Linked DNA regions of Anser cygnoides: region 1 is linked to region 2. The links are chromatin contacts, called in public Hi-C maps. All regions are on one chromosome and are shown on one strand. The core of a region is the stretch at or near the end of the contact, and the rest is flanking DNA. Distances in the headings are between cores, read along the strand shown. Region 1 holds the start of SMIM15 (small integral membrane protein 15). Region 2 holds the start of DEPDC1B (DEP domain containing 1B).

What was found. A called contact is a pair of places that touch in the nucleus more often than the background predicts.
Region 1: a contact with region 2 is called in a Hi-C map of liver, with 1.9 times the contacts expected there. The contact joins the promoter of SMIM15 here to the promoter of DEPDC1B in region 2. A contact is called at or near these places in 2 of 7 Hi-C or Micro-C datasets (granulosa cells and liver).

The regions. Positions count from the first base shown.
Region 1 is chrZ:74,638,265-74,640,964 of Taihu_goose_T2T_genome, forward strand. It overlaps SMIM15 (small integral membrane protein 15), which reads right to left and starts at 1,276. Exons shown (of 2, transcript XM_066987626.1): 1 at 998-1,276; 2 at 1-710. The coding sequence starts at 685. The coding sequence ends at 461.
Region 2 is chrZ:74,481,499-74,484,198 of Taihu_goose_T2T_genome, forward strand. It overlaps DEPDC1B (DEP domain containing 1B), which reads right to left and starts at 1,336. Exons shown (of 11, transcript XM_048051652.2): 1 at 1,177-1,336; 2 at 490-755. The coding sequence starts at 1,224.

The DNA of each region.
Region 1 (2,700 bases), core at 26-2,525, 160 kb after region 2:
ATACACATAAGCACAACATGAACGACCACAGAAAAGAGGTCCTGCAACACAGAAAATGGCTTGCTATACCAAGAAACCAAAGCTTATAGCATTTAATGAGTCATCCCCATAATTTGACACTTTTAAGACACTTGTTAAGTCATAGCTCAGCTATAGAAAAAAATAATAATAAATAAATGCCCCCAGTGCCACCCGACTAATTCATTTTTGAATTTAACATGCAAATTTAGAAAAGCAGCCTGCACTGGAACACAAGTAGATTAAATGGCTGTAACATGTGTCACTTGGGCAAACTTTAACACAGATCATTTCGGCAGAAAAAAATATACTGAAGGAGTTAAATTTCATACTTCAAGATGTAAGAGGATCAAGTATCAAAGGAAGGTTACAACACAAAACGTCCAACAGTGCTTCAATAAAAAAGTGGATTCTTTTCACGAGGAAGGCCTTTCCTGCCCATTTAATCCTTCTTTGCTCGCTTGGCTTTTGCAATGTTCTCCTGGCGTTTCTGCTTCTTCTTTTGCTCTCGCTCCCTGGCCTCGATCATTTTCGCGAGCTTCCACGACAGCGCCGCGCTGATTATGAACAGCGGCGTCAGGGCCAGGATGACCGTGGTGAGGAAGCCGTACGGGTCCTTGGCAGCCCACTCCACGACGTACTCGGCCCAGCCCTTCACGTCCAACATCTTCCCCGCTCCTCAAGCGGCGACGCTGCGGGAGGAGACATAAAAAAAAAAATAAGAAACAGCTTCCGAGCGCCCAGAGGAGCGCGGCCACTCCCTCACGCCGAGCCACCCCTCCCCGCTACCGCGGGCAGCGAGCGGGCCGCGCCGGCAGCCAGGCCCCGGCCGTGTCGCGGGGCGGCCTGTCGCGACGTGCCCCGCGGTAACGGACCCCACCTGCGGGCGGCGCGGTGCCTGCGGGCCCAAGCGCCGTGCCGTGAGGGCGGGACGCGCCCCGGCCGCCCCCCGCCGGCCCTCGCCCGCCGCCGCCCGTACCGGAGCGCTGCGGGGCCGCACGGCGGAAGCAGGAAGGGGGCGGTGGCCCCGCCGCGCCTGCTTACGGCGGCACCGCCCCGCCCCGTCATGGCCGCCCGGCGGCGGTTGGGGCGCTGACGGCCGGCCTCAGGCGGCGCGGGGCTGGGGCGGGCGGGACGTGCGTCTGTTTTCTGCCCGTGAGTAGCTCTGTCGCTCAAAGGGCAGAAGGCAGGCAAATGAGAGTGCATTTTGGCAACGGGGAGTTACTGACGAGAGGTGGGAGTCACCCAAAATGCTCAGTAAGTTACATGCAGTAAGTTAAAAAGACTTGAGTAAGTTAAATGCAGTCCCGTACTGTGTGGTACTTCTCGTGAAGGGCTACCTGTGAGTTCCTACCCAACACCTGTCCGCAGAGTTCAGGCTCTTGTAACATCTGAAAACTTGATCTCTGCACATGACTTAACCTAGGCATGCACATAAGCATTAGATTTCTTCGGGTATAGGTCCCTGTTTGATCTGTAGTTTGCAAATGTTAGCAAAATGTAGCTGTCCGAATTTATTGGCACTTAGATATTAGTTCTGAGGTGTTGTTCTGTATCACTGTAAGGTGTTTTTGCATGCTGCGTAGCCAAGCATGCCTAACATCATCACCTTTAAACCTACTGCAAAATTAATTTCTACTTCCCGTCTTTCCCATAATAATAATAGTCTCATCTGTCTGTTTGTGTCTCCATCTCTTCTAAGCTTTATTGATTTAAAGACAAAAGTGCCTGATTCACCACAGCAGGGACTAAACAAAAGCGGGGATTTTTTAATTTGCTTTCCCAAGGAATCATCTTATGTAATTACCTTCTCTGTGTGTTCTGCTCCCTCTCACAGCTTCTGAAGCTGTTGACCAGTTACGCTGGCAAAGCGGCAGAGACCTCCTGCATAATAATTATGTCCTGTTCAGGTTTGGGAAAGTGAGCAGCTAGCTGGAGGAGAGAGGCCCGGGCTATACACAGCCTTGCATCTGTGTTAGTCAGGAATGAAGGGAAGTTACAGGATGCCCACCCGAGGGGGGCTTAATTCAGAACAGTTCAACCTCCTTGTTTTGCTTTTGTGAGTTACATTTTCAGTTGTTACACTTCTAGTAGTCAAAGAGTGAGCAGAAATTCCAGAGTTCTCTATCAGTTAAACAAAACAGCACAACTGTTCGCTCACCATCAGAGTACTTCAACAGACCACCGTAAGCGTATGTTTATGTTCACTGTAATTTTGGCAGTTAGCTGCGACTTTGTAAATCTGGACTTTATTTGACATCTCTTTTGAGACACCTTTAACTGATCCGTCCTGTTAATTTGTATGCATGTGCCTGTGTGTAGTTTAATCCAGGCACTATTTAATTTTGTATGTCAGTCATAAGCAGAAGAGTGAGAGAATTGTAAGGGCGAGGACAGGGAGGGAAGGATACACTGGTGAAAGATCACATCATTTAGAGTGTGTTTTGAAAGTCATGGTCTGCTGCTTCATACCAAATATACCAATGTTTTACTTAGGCCTCATTCCAGATATCTAGGATAGGGAGGAACCTTACTTAGCATGGAATTAAGCTTGTCCGTAACTACATGCCAACTCAATGCCAGCAGCTACAAAACTAGCATCAAAATATCATATAGCAGGAATTTATGAACCATCAAGTTTGATAAAATCACTTGTCAATTTTTAAAATGTATATACGTACA
Region 2 (2,700 bases), core at 86-2,585:
TACATTGATGACCCAAGGCATAAAAAAAAAAACATTGTTATGAATAACTGTTAAATGCAGATGTCTTTCTCTTCTCTTAGAAGAAATGGAAATGTAGAACAGAGTAGCAGTGGGTGGGATTGGGTGCTCAGTGCCATCCTGACTTTAAGCAGCACCTTTTTCACACAGTTTCAGTCACCAACAAACCTAATGTCTATCAACAGCAAACAGAAGTCACTACCTTCTAAAAGCTGTAAAAGCTTTTGCTAGTATTCATCAAATTGAAGTCAAGTTAAAAGTTCCCTAAAACTATTTAAAAAATAAAAATCAAACGTTAAACCCGACCCTTGTCATCACTAGAAAGACAAATGCCTTTAACAGGAAGGAAAAGGAAAAAAAAACATTGATACCATTCCAACAGCATTTCACAAAAATATTTGCAAGACTAACAAAAGTTATTAGTGTATTCATAAAACTTAAGTTTTGCAGAGACATCATATATAGACTTACCTATACAAATGGCCGTCATCTTGAAAGTCCTCTTTACCCCATCTTCCTTTAATATCTTCAATAACATGATTTTTCAGGAACTTTTTAAGCAGCTTAACCGTTTGACTGCGAGTCACTTCAGGGCCAAAGTTTTGATTGGAGCCGAGTAGTTCATGTAAACAGTCCACGGCCTCTGAGGCTTTGAAGCAACGCTCGTAGCTTTTGAAGCGGCACCGATGCTTCCGTAAAGGCATCGCGGCACGAAACAGTTCAATTATCTCGTTCCACTGGGAAAGGGGAACAAAGGAAACCGTTAAGGGGAATGTTGCACGGGAAACATTTGGGTTGTACGAAAGGAACTGAAAATTCAGATGGATGTGAATACAGAGGCGCATACTTTTGGATCACCTGTGCTGGCAAGCGCTCTGAAACGTGAAGCTATGGTTTAAATAGCTGAGATGTGAGAACATAAGATGGGGAACAGGGGAATCTACAGGCTTGTGCTACCCACAGCCACAGCTAATGCTTTAAATCCCCCCCCTTACGGCTTTAAATCTCCTCCCGGCCGCTACCGGGAGACCCCCCCACACACCCCCGGGCGGGGAGGTAGACCCCTCAGAGGCAACCCGGGGCCCCCAGCGGAGGAGCGAGCACCGAGTGGATCCCGGGGGGGCCCTCACTCCCTCACTCCCTCACTCCCTCACTCACCAGCCGCGTGGCGCGGTAGGGCCCGGGGCCCACCAGCCGAGCCGACATGGGGGCGGCCGGGCCGGGCAGCGCCGTCCCCAGGGAAACCAAGGCCGCACGCGCCGCGCCCGCCGACCGTTTGAATCCCGGCCTGCCGGGAGCCGCCTTTTCCCATTGGGCAGCCACTTGTCCACGTGACCAAAGCGCCGCCGCCTCGGATTGGTGGAGGCGGACCCTGCCTTGCCCCCCCCCCCCCCTTGTAGAGCCCGGTGAGGGGGCGGGGCTGGGCGTAACGGGTCCGTCCCCACACACAGGCACAGGGAGGGGAAATGGCGGTTGCTGGGAGTGGTGGCTTCTCACAGCGCCCGTCGGTGGGGCGGTTCGGCTTCCCACGAGAGGCTTGTTTTTCTCAAAACGGGCATTAACTGCCGGTTTTCATTTCTGTGGCTGAGCAGAAAATGGTTCAGGACAGGGGCCCAGGCGTTGGCTTGGCAAACGCTCAAACGGTAGCAATGGAAGATGGATTTATCCATCAGTTCATCTGTTTAATTAGCACCTTGATAAAGAATTGTACCACAGTCCTTTCACTAATTCACAGAAAAAGAAAAAGTGATAATTTCAGGACTCAGTTTCTCAGGAGTAGCTAGTAATACCAGCATTTGTCCTCCACCAAACCTAAGGAACACAACATCCCAACCCACTTCCCCTCATTATCTCTCAGTGTTCACTGTAAACTTAGTGGTTTAATTGAATGATGCACTCCACTTTCCCCTGTAATAACACAATTTTTAGGTAGGAAAAAATGTAACTGTCCAGGTGCACACCGCATGATTCTCACAGGCTACATCACAGAAATCTTTTCTATTGAAGCCACTCAGGTAACTGTACTACTATATGCAGCCTCTTACGATACACCCGTACACCACACTGAAAGAACGCATTTTCTTTCTTCGAATGCTTCGTAACACAGAGAAAACTAAACCATTGTGCAAGAAACGTAGCAGGACAGTGAAGTAGTACTTGCTGACAGCCCACAGACTGATCAGCATCTCCAGTTTCTGCTCCTGCTTATTAAAACTTAATCTCAAATTATGGAAGCAGTTGGCTGCTGCACAAGTGCCAGACTTGGACATTTTTCCTGGCTCCTTATAGGAGGCCTGAGCAGCTCAGTTTTGACCACGTGTATTCTCAGACCCTACTTAAGCTTCAGAGAGTTTGAAGAAGTAGGTGCTGATCTAGGTCGCAGACCAACAAACTACGGTCTGGCCCCTCATACTCAGCAGTAGGATGCACTCCTTTTACAATGCAGCTGCATACACCCTTTCTCTTACTTCCAAGTGGTTCTGACCTCTGCATATTTATGCATTTTCTATTGCTGCGGTGGGTGGAATAACTACAAAATAGTGGGCCAAAACTAGGACTTCCGCACCAGCAATGCAAAACTACAGAGTAGTCTTTCTTCATCAGTACCTAGTTAAAAAAATATGCAAAAATAGGTGCCATTCAAGCTTTAAGAAGAGACAAACCCTTTTCAGCTGCTTGAAA